Linked DNA regions of Canis lupus: region 1 is linked to region 2. A link is a contact called in public Hi-C data. All regions are on one chromosome and are shown on one strand. The core of a region is the stretch at or near the end of the contact, and the rest is flanking DNA. Distances in the headings are between cores, read along the strand shown.

The links. A called contact is a pair of places that touch in the nucleus more often than the background predicts.
Region 1: a Hi-C map of blood shows a contact between it and region 2, with 2.4 times the contacts expected there. The contact joins the promoter of SNX25 here to the promoter of ANKRD37 in region 2. A contact is called at or near these places in 3 of 9 Hi-C or Micro-C datasets (amygdala and blood).

What each region holds. Positions count from the first base shown.
Region 1 is chr16:46,337,746-46,343,030 of UU_Cfam_GSD_1.0, forward strand. It overlaps SNX25 (sorting nexin-25), which reads right to left and starts at 2,624. Exons shown (of 19, transcript XM_038560394.1): 1 at 2,387-2,624. It overlaps CFAP97 (cilia- and flagella-associated protein 97), which reads left to right and starts at 2,890. Exons shown (of 5, transcript XM_038560398.1): 1 at 2,890-2,944.
Region 2 is chr16:46,159,380-46,164,536 of UU_Cfam_GSD_1.0, forward strand. It overlaps ANKRD37 (ankyrin repeat domain-containing protein 37), which reads right to left and starts at 2,185. Exons shown (of 5, transcript XM_038560390.1): 1 at 1,977-2,185; 2 at 1,613-1,765; 3 at 275-366. The coding sequence starts at 2,003.

The DNA.
Region 1 (5,285 bases), core at 1,374-3,873, 180 kb after region 2:
CAAATTTTCACATATTCATAGTCCAGGAAAAAAACAAAATTAAAGTTTAAAATATAAGATTATTTTATTTTTATCATTATAAAACATACACAAAATTTAGTATTTTAAGCATTTTAAGTGTACAGTTCAGGGCAGCCCGGTGGTGCAGCGGTTTAGCGCCACCTGCAGCCTGGGGTGTGATCCTGGAGACCCAGGATCGAGTCCCATGTCGGGCTCCCTGCATGGAGCCTGCTTCTCCCTCTGCCTGTGTCTCTGGCTCTCTCTCTCTCTATGAATAAATAAATAAAATCTTTAAGAAAAATTAAATGTACAGTTCAGTGGCATTAGGTACATTCACATTGTGTATATCCATCACCAATATCCATATCCAGATCGTTTTCATCATCCTATACCAAAACTCTGTATGCATTAAACAAGAACTCCCCCTTTCTTCTCCATCCCCCAGCCCATGGTAACCTCTGTTCTTTTCTTTTTCTTTTTTTCTTTTTTTTTTTTTTAAGGATTTCACTTTTAAGCCATCTCTACACCCAAGGCAGGGCTCAAACTCACAACCCTGAAATCAAAGTTGCATATTCCTCCAGCTGACCTAGTCTGGCACCACACTTTTAGCTTCTGTTACTATGACTTGTCTATTTTAGGTACTTCTTATTTATCAACTCATATTTGTCCCTTTTTGCCTGGCTTATTTCACTTAGCATAATGTTTTCAAGATTCATCCATGTTGTAGCATGATGTATCAGAACTTCATTCCTGTTTATGGCTAAATAATATTCCTGTATGAATATACATTTTCTTTGTCCATCTGTTGATAGACATTTAAGTTGTTTCCATCTTTCGGCTTTGGCGAATAATGCTACTACTAATATGAGTGTATAAATACCTTTTTGACACTTTGCTTTCAATTCTTTTGGGTACATACCCAGAAGTGAAATTGCTGGGTCATATGGTAGTTCTGTGTTCAATTTGAGGAACTGCTATAGTTTTCCACAGAAGTAGTACCATTTCACATTCTCACGAGCAATACACAAGGTTTCCAATCTCTCCACATTTTTGCCAATCTTTCTTATTTTCTGCCTTTTTATTATAGCCATCTTAATGTGTGTAAAGTGGTCTCATTTGTTTGCATCTCCCTAATGATTAGTAATGTTGAACATCTTTTCATACACTTCTTGGCTATTTGCATATATTCTTTGGAGAAATGTCTATTGAGACCCTTCATATAACCAACTTTTAAAAAAAGATTTTATTTATTTATTCATGAAAGACCCAGAGGAGAGAGAGAGGCAGAGACACAGGCAGAGGGAGAAGCAGGCTCCATGCAGGGATCCCGGGTCTCCAGGATCACGCCCTGGGCCAAAGGCAGATGCTGAACTGCTGACCCACCCAGGGAGTCCCCATACAACAAACTTTTGACCACAGAGTAGACAATCATCCCTGGGAAACGGTGCCAGCAGTTAAGCAGAATCTAGTAAAATCCTTTTAGCCTACAAAAAGAACAAAATGATTCTGAGTACCTGTTGGTAGTTACAAGCAAACAGTACACAATATATTGTCAAGAACAAAAAAGTCAATTCCTTAGTGACACTCCCTAGGATATGGATAAACCTTAGTTCCTATCTTTCTTTGTACTTTCATGTAAAAACTGTATTGAGTACCCATTGTATTAGTTTTCCATGGCTGCTATAACAGATTACTACAAACTCAGTGGTTTAAAACAACACAAACTTATTCTGTGTTCTGGAGGTCAGAAGTCTAAAATTAAGGTATGGACAGGGCTGCCATTTCTCCTGGAGGCTTCAAGGGAGAATACCTTTTCTCGCCTTTGTCGGCTTTCAAAGGCACCTGCTGTCCTTGGCTCAAGGCGTCTTGTATCACTCTGACCTCTTGCTTTTCTTAATTAAAAAAATTAAAAAAAAATCTACAGCTTTATTGATTTCTATATAACAGCATATAAATTTAGGATGTACATGATCTAGGTAAACATAACATGTACACCACAGTAAGTCTAATGAACGTCCATCACCCTACAGTTACAGTTTTTCCCCTAGTGCTGGGAACTTTTGGTTTTGGGGTTTGTTTGTTTTTGAAAGAGAGAGAAAGTGAGAGAGGGGCAGAGGGAGGAGGAGTTAGAGAGAATCCTAAGCGGAGGCTTCCACTCTCGGCGCACAGAGCCTCCCCGGGGCTCCACCTCATGACCCTGGGATCCTGACCTGAGACCAAGTCCTGAGTCGGAGGCGGGGGGGAGGGATGGGGGAGGGGGGGGGGAGGGATGGGGGAGGGGAGGGGAGGGTGCTTAACCGGCCGAGCCACCCAGGCGCCCCCCCGCCGCCCAGAGCCTTATCGCATCTCCAGTATTAAGGTTCACTTTGTTGCCTTAACCACCCACCTCCTTTGCCAGGGGTCGGAGGACTAGGGTGTGACCGGCTCGTGGATCCGATCTTTGCTGACAGAACCACAGTCACAGCCGCCCCGCTCACTAGTGTCGTGGTTTGGGGGAAGGAATCACCAGCTGCTGAACGCCAGTGTCCCGGGCCCCCGTCACTGCCCTAGTGGCGGGGACCGTCGCAGGAAGGCGTGGACGGTGCCCTGGGCATCCGAGGGCCCGGGGGCCCGCTTCTCCGCGCGACCCCACCCGCCCCGGCGTCGCCGGCCTCCGCCTTCCGCTCCCGGCCCGCCGCAGGCGCTCCAGGCCGCCGGCAGCCCCCCGCGCTCTATGACGCCCGCCGCGCGGAGCCCACGGAGCCGCACCGAGCCGGCGCGCCAGGCCCCCGCGCCCTCTGCGCCCGGCTCTCCCGCTCCGCTCTCCCCGCCCCCGGAAGCCCGAGCCCGGCGCCGCTGGGAGCCGCGTGCAGAGACTGAGTGCGCCTGCGCCTGCGCCTGCGCGTGCGCCTGGAACGCTGCGGGCGGCGCGCGAGGAGGCGGCGGCGGCGGCCGCTGCGCCCAGGTAAGCGGCGCGCGAGCAACCCCCCGGGGCCCGCCCGCCCGCGCCGCGCCCGCCGCCACCCTCGCCTGCTTCGGGATCCGTTTCCCCTTCTCCGGAGCCCAGCGGCGGCGGGCACTCGGGGTCGGTATGAGGAAGCCCGCGCGGGAGGTGAGGGAGGCGGGCGGGACCCCAGCCCCTGGCTCCGCCCGCTGTGAGGCCCAGTCAGCGCGCCGGGGGCGGCGGGGAGTGGGGGCGGGTGTGAGTGACCACCCGAGGCGGCGGAGCCCGCGGCCGAGGGTGGGGTCCCGGGCTGTGGGGCCGCCCGCAGCCCCTGCCGCCGCCGCGGGACCCGCCCGGCCTACCCCGGGATGCGTTCCCGCAGGGCCTGCGGCCGGGGTCGGGCCGGGGTCAGGAGGTGGTGGCGCCGCCGCGTCCGCGGACTTGACTCGTGACCTCGACCTCGGGTGTGTGTGTGTGTGTGTGTGTGTGTGTGTAGCTGGGGGTGGTGATGGGGACGAGGACAGGACGAGGTGGTGGACCGACCCTCGACTCAAGTTCCTGAGAAAACGTGTATTTTGGGCCCAGATTTCCGGGTACCCAACCAGTTACCTTGTTCGAACCGTATTATGCGCCTGATTACAGAAGTGATGCAGTGTCACTGTAATGGACTGACAGTTTAAAAAAAAAAAAAAAGCCAGAGTCTTATTTGTGTGTTACCCCCGGTGTATCATAAAAAAGCGTTAGTGTTTCTGTTGCTGGCTGTGCAGGAGCTCTCCAAACGGTGAGTGTCCAAGGGCCGCCGGGGCAGCTTTGACAAATACCCGTTTTCGTCGAGCCCCCAGAAGGGTTCTTAAAGGAACTACCGCTTAGTGTTTACCGTTTCCCAATAGGTTGTGAAGAGAATCTTTACGCTCTTATTAAGTCCCTATTTTTATTTTCCAGTGTGAATTGGATCTCACTGACTTTGAAATAATTATCAGAAGGGTTGCTTTAGTGGATGGGATCGTTGGATAATTTTTTCCTAAGTTGGGTTAAAGCACTGGGGTGCATAAATATTTAGAATAACCCTGTCTGTCGGATAGTATGCCTGAAACGTCTCCCAGGTGTTAGGCACCACAGGAGAAGTGGGTCCTTAACAACTGTTGAGGACTACACAAACCATGTAAATACAGATAAGGGGATAGCTAATTCTGGTGAGGGTGGGAGTGGGGGGTCGGTGGGGGACAGTTGTGGGAAGCTGTCAAAGAAACTAGCTCAGGAAAAAGCAGTGATTTTTCTGCTTACATAGCGCAAAGAGTAGAACCAGAGTTCAGTCTCTCTGAACGCCAAACTCCTGAACTCCAAACTCCTGCATCAGGTAAACATTCTTTGAGTGTCTAGTATTTGTCAGATCCTACTTTAGGCACTGGGGATATGAAGATGAGCAAGATCCCAGGAGTTCCAGTTGGTGAGGAGATTAGGCACAAAACCGTTCACTCTGAAAAATGGATTTCAAAGAAAGGATGTGAAATCATTTGGTTTACAAATAGTCAAATCCCAACAGGGATTTAGACCTAGTTTGTAAAATGTTATGCTTGGGAAATCTTATCCTCCTAATGCGTGAACTCCCTCTCTAGCATCCCAGCAAGTGGACATTCAGTTTTTGCCCCAACATGAGGAAGTAGCCCCATTCCGTTTTGTTCAATTCTCATGTTAATTTAAGAACAGCCTTCATATATGTTGTATCTGTTGATGCAAGTTCTACCTCTGGAACTACAAATAACAGTTCTAATTTTTTTTTTTTTTTTGTATCACAATCCTTTGAATATCTGAGTACACCCTTTTTTTTTAGCCATTACTTTTGCTATGAATGCCTCGAATCTCTTGTTCTATAAATGAATCCCTTGTTCTGTAAACCATTGGTCATGACTTAGATTCTAGACTCTTCACCGTAACACCTAGAACTAAATGCTTCATTCAAGAAGTAGTTTGACTAAGCTGATGTTACCTTAAGACAGCATATTGCTATCCTGGTGTGACTTAAGAGCATTTTAATCTTTTGATTTTTAAGCCATGCTTTTGCTACTTGGTAAGCCCTGAGTCTTTTTTTCAGTGAACCTTCTTTTAAGCGGGGATCCTCAGTGCACCTTCCCTCCTCACTTTCCCTCATTCCATGTCTGCACTATTATTGTATTATTATTTAGCTTTTTCAGAGTATACCTCCCCATTTAGGTTCTTGGCATATCTTCCTCTGCTTGTTTCAATATAGGGTAATCAGACTGCTTGCTGACTGGATTCAAATCCTGACTCTACTGCTTTCTAGCCATGTGGTCGTGAATATAGTAAACCTCTGCTTCACTTTCTTTGTCTCTAACTTCAAAGT
Region 2 (5,157 bases), core at 935-3,434:
ATATGAACTTTTATAGAAGGGATTATCCCAAACCAAACCTAAGACGTAATACTGTCAAAACAGATAAAAAGAACTCCACCTCCGATTGCTAAGGATCCATTTTTTACTAAAATTTAATAGTATTAGGTATTAACAGCCTAAGTTAACATTTAAATAACTAAACGGTCAATTAGGCAAGCATCATTTTTTTTAAAAGTACATAATTATACTTCAGGAGTCTGATTAGCTTAATCCAAGAAAATGTGAAATTTGAAACCACTGATTTTATACTTACTCAATTTGGGCATCACTGGCTACAAGCAGGCTAAGGCATTCCAGACTTCCAACTTTTGCTGCCTTGTGTAGTGGTGCTTCTCCAAAAACATCCTTAAAGATAAGACAGTACATTCTAGGCTCTCCCCAAAACAATTTCTGTGGAAGGTGGCAGGGGAAGTCTAATGACTGTTTAAGTAAGCCAGTGAGAACTACATTCTACTGAAGTTTTTACTTCAAAAAAATTTTTAATAAAGTCCACTTTGTGTTCTGTCAAATGCAAAATTTCCATAAATAAAAACACATGCAGCCACAGCTCCATACATTAAAATTTAAGTGAATAAAAGTGAAGTAGAGTTTTACAGAGATAAAACAGTTTACAATTGATTTTTAAAAATTTTTTTTAACAGTTTGCAATTTAGATTCACCCTACTTTACGGGTCGCCTTGGTGGCTCAATGGCTGAGCGTCTGCCTTCGGCTCAGGGCGTGATCCGGGGGTCCTGGGATGGAGTCCCACATCGGGCTCCCCGCAGGGAGCCTGCTTCTCCCTCTGCCTAAGTGTCTGCCTCTGTGTGTGTCTCATGAATAAATAAATAAAATCTTTAAAAAAAATAAAAGTAAATAAATTCACTCTACTTTAAATTCAATATAAGATCGTAAAGTTCTGCAGAAAGCTCTCATGGTTATGAGTGTGCCTCACAACCGTTATTTAAGTAATTACTGTACTGACCCTTTTAACCTAGTCCTGTAGCAACTGCTCCCTTTGAAATAACTGTAGACCTGTGTGCGCTGTGCAGTGCGGCAGCCGGGAGCCGTACGATGCCTAACGAGCACCTGAAATGTGGCCAGACCAATGTGGCCAGACCGAGCTGAAATGGGCTGTAAATGCAACATACATACCAGGCAGGTCTGAGAAGAAAACGGAAGATGGGGGATCCCAGGGTGGCTCAGCGGTTTGGCGCCTGCCTTTGGCCCAGGTCGTGATCCTGGAGCCCTGGATCGGGTCCCACATCAGGCTCCCGGCATGGAGCCTGCCTGTGTCTCTGCCTGCCTCTCTCTCTTTCATGAATGAATAAATAAATTTAAAAAAAAGATATATGCAATGGTTTTTACACTGCTTGCATATTGAAATATTTAGGTAAATCGACCTAAGTCATAACATTAGCTTCCTGTTCCACCTTCCTAACGTGGCCACGAGAAAATCTCACACCACGGAAGCGTCTCGCTCGAGTATTTCTCTCGGGCACCTGGGCCACGGGCTGACGGAGGCCGAGGGCAGCAGCCCTGGGGCGCCGGCAGCCGTCCGGGCGGCGGTGCGTGGGGGCGGGGGCTCGCGGCCTCGGTCCGTACCCTAGTTACCTGCTGGTTGAGGTCAGCGCCGCTCTGCAGCTGCCACAGAAGAAAGCAAGCAAGGCCGCCCCCCGCGGCCAAGTGGACAGGCGCCTGCTCGCAGGGGTCCGGCGGCGCGTTGACCGAGGCCCCGGCCTCCAGCAGGTGCTGCACGCCATCCACCTGCGGGGGCAGAACCGCGGCTCCAGCTCCCGCGCCCGCCTCGCCCGCGCCCGCGCCCGCGCCCGCGCCCGCCTCGCCCGCGGCGGCACGAACGCCCCCACGCCCCAGATCTAACCGAGGCCTGACCCGGCCGCGCTCGGCGCCAGTCCCCTCGCTACTGCCCCCGACAGACAGACACACGGGCCGCCCGACAGGGAAGGGGCCGTCTCACCTCCGGGTTGCAGTCCAGCAACTGCATCTTCCGCCTGACGCAGAGGACCGGAGGCCCCGGGCCAGTGCAGAGCGGCGGGGCGGTCGCCGCGGGCCGGGAGGTACGAGTGCGCGGCCGGCCCGGAGCCGGGGAATTTAGATTGCCCGGGCCGCGGGCCGCCCCCGCCCCCGCCCCCGGCCGCCGCCCGCGCCCCGCCGCGCCCCGCCGCGCGCCCAGCCCTGCCCTGCCCGCCCCGCGGGAGCCGCACGTACGCAAACACCCGCACGTGTCGCCGCCCGGCCGGCGGGGGAGGCCGGCGGGGGAGGCCGGCGCAGGGCCGCCCGCTGATTGGCCGGCCGGGAGGCGCAGCCCCGCCCACCGCGGGGCGGGGCCCGGAGTGACCCCCGCGGGGCGCCCGTGCGCGTGCGCCGCCGAGGCCGCGGGGCGGCGGGGTCGGGCGGCGGCCATGAGGCGCGCGGAGCTGGACACGTCTCACGGCAGCGGGCCCGGCCCTCTGGTCCCCGCGGAGAAGCCGGAGTCGCGGGCGCGCACGTAACCAGGAAGCCAGAGCCCCGCGCCAGCGCCGCCTTGGGAAGCCGCCGAGCGTGCAGCTGGCGCCGGGCCCCCCGCCCTCCGGCTCCCGAGGAAGGGAGAGCTGCTTTGGCGTCACGTTCAAAATCTCCCCCCGCCCCCCACCGCTCGCCTGTCCCCGACGCCCTGGGCTTGGAGGGGGGGAGCTGGGGGGGGGAGCTGGGGGACGGGGGGAGGGGAGAGGGGCTAACGTGGTGGGGGGATGGGCTTGACCCCGGGACCGCTCGGCCCCCCCTCCCCCGTGTCCCCGACGCCCTGGGCTTGGAGGGGGGGAGCTGGGGGACGGGGGGAGGGGAGAGGGGCTAACGTGGTGGGGGGATGGGCTTGACCCCGGGACCGCTCCGCCCCCCCTCCCCCCCGTGTCCCCGACGCCCTGGGCTTGGAGGGAGCAAAGCGGGGGCTGCCGGGTGGGGCGGCGAGGGACGGGGAGGTTGGCTAATGTGAACGGAGGTGATGGGTTTGCCCCCCGCGACTGCTCCGACCACCCCCGCCCTCCCCCAAAAAACTAAATGATTTTTCAAATCGGGCCCTTTCGGGGACACCGGGCCCCTGTTGGGAAATCCGGAGAAATGAGCCGACCTAGTACCGCGTCCCCTCCTGGCGACAGGTGGAAGCGCGCCCCTCGGCCGCCTGGGAAGGGACCTGTGGGCCCCAGGAGCCCCCGGGGGGGAGGACCGGGCCGCGGGCGTCTGTGACCGAAGGGGCTGGTCCGGGGGGGGGGCGCGGAGGGCACAGCGCGGGCGGGGCAGTGGCTCCCCGGAGCTCCCGGCTGGTCTGCTCCAGCCAGTGCTTCTGGACCACTTCAGGCCGCAGCGTCCACGGCATCCATCACCCCTGCACTGCCCTTGCCTAAACGCTTTTTTCAGATTAATCCCGCCGAAAAAAAACTAAAAGCTCCAACCTTTATTTAAACGTCGTCAGTGCTTTACTTCTGACTCCTGATACCTTTGAGAGCAGGGCTGATAAAGAGAGGGTGTCTATTATTATGCTTTTAGGGGACAAGCTGGGTGACTGGCCCTTTAGTTCTAATTTTGCTTACAGGATCTTGCTTATGTCGTATTAAGCCATAAAACAAGTTTTCTTTTTTTTCTTAGTCATCAATTTATTTTATTTTATTTTTTAATGTATATTTTTTGTTGGCATTCGATTTGCAAACATATAGCATAACACCCAGTGCTCATCCCGCCAAGTGCCCCCCTCAGTGCCCGTCACCCAGTCACCCCCACCCCCCGCCCACCTCCCCTTCCACTACCCCTTGTTCCTTTCCTAGAGTTAGGAGTCTCTCATGGTTTGTCACCCTCTCTGATTTTTCCCACTCATTTTTTTTTTTTTTACTTCAATTTGCCAACATCATATAACACCCAGTGATCATGCCCTCAAGTACAAGGGGTAGTTTTCAACATTCCTATTCGTATGCATATCTGAACATAAGTGTATGTGTGTGTATTTAGGTTCAAACACAGAATCATGCTTGTGTTCAGGGTTTTTTTTTTTTTATGTTGAAACTATTCAAAAAACTTACGGTATTTGCAGAATGTCAGAGATACGTGAGAACACATGATCACATGGCCAATTTCCCTTTTATGTATCAGTTAGGTAAGCACTTTTTTAAAAAGCATATAATGAAATTTTCAGGTTTGCACAGATGAAACTGAATTTTAGAATTCATCTTTAGGAATTCTTAAATGATGCAAGATATTATCAGAGAAATTATTAGAATTCTAAGCGTATATTGCAGTTAACATGTGCAATGGGATATTGGTGCAGTGAATCTGCCTCCATATTACAAATTTATTTAAAACAAGATTCTATGCAGCAGGTGTTAAGTCTGGTAATTACTGTTGACTTCTTGTTAAATATGTAAGTTTCACAAGGAAAGGGAATTTTGCGAGTAGTTGTTAAAGCTTTTCTCCTTTTAATCACTTCCTGCTTGTCCATTGCTCAAATGTTTCAGAAAAATTATGTCTCAGCTAAGTATCTGGTTTACTCTTAGTAATGGGCCTAAAAGCTTTCTAAAAACAACAAAACTGGTGGAGCACAAAAATAGAAGTATTACATTTGGGGAAGAAATACTATCTTATGAGCAAGCAGCTGGAGTTATTACTGAACATGTAGCATGTGGGAAATTTTCTAAAGAGGAAAATGATCTAAGATGCATATTCAACGGGCAGTCTTCTAAGCAGTGTTAATTCTATTTATGTTTAATTTGCTGGTAGATGTATCTCCAGAAGGAGGATGCTATTTAGAGTGAATGTTTAAAAAAAAAAAAATGTTGGATGATGACTGACCAAATAAATGAAAGATAATGTGAACTGAGTCTTGAAGTGTGAATAGAAGTTTGCCAGGTAGTCCGTGAAGGGAAGAGTATTGCTAAGGAGTATAAAATACCTTCCAGTGTTAAGAGAACTAGGTGAAAAAAATAAATAAATAAGAGAACTATGTGTAATCTAGTCTGGTTGCAGAATATGATACACATAGAGCAGCGATGTAAAATAAAGATTTATAAATAAGAAATTATATTAAATGTCTCCTCCAGTTTATTTTGATAAATTGACATTGAGTACTTGCTATGCCCCAAGATTAATATAGATAGGTATTATTATCTGCTCCA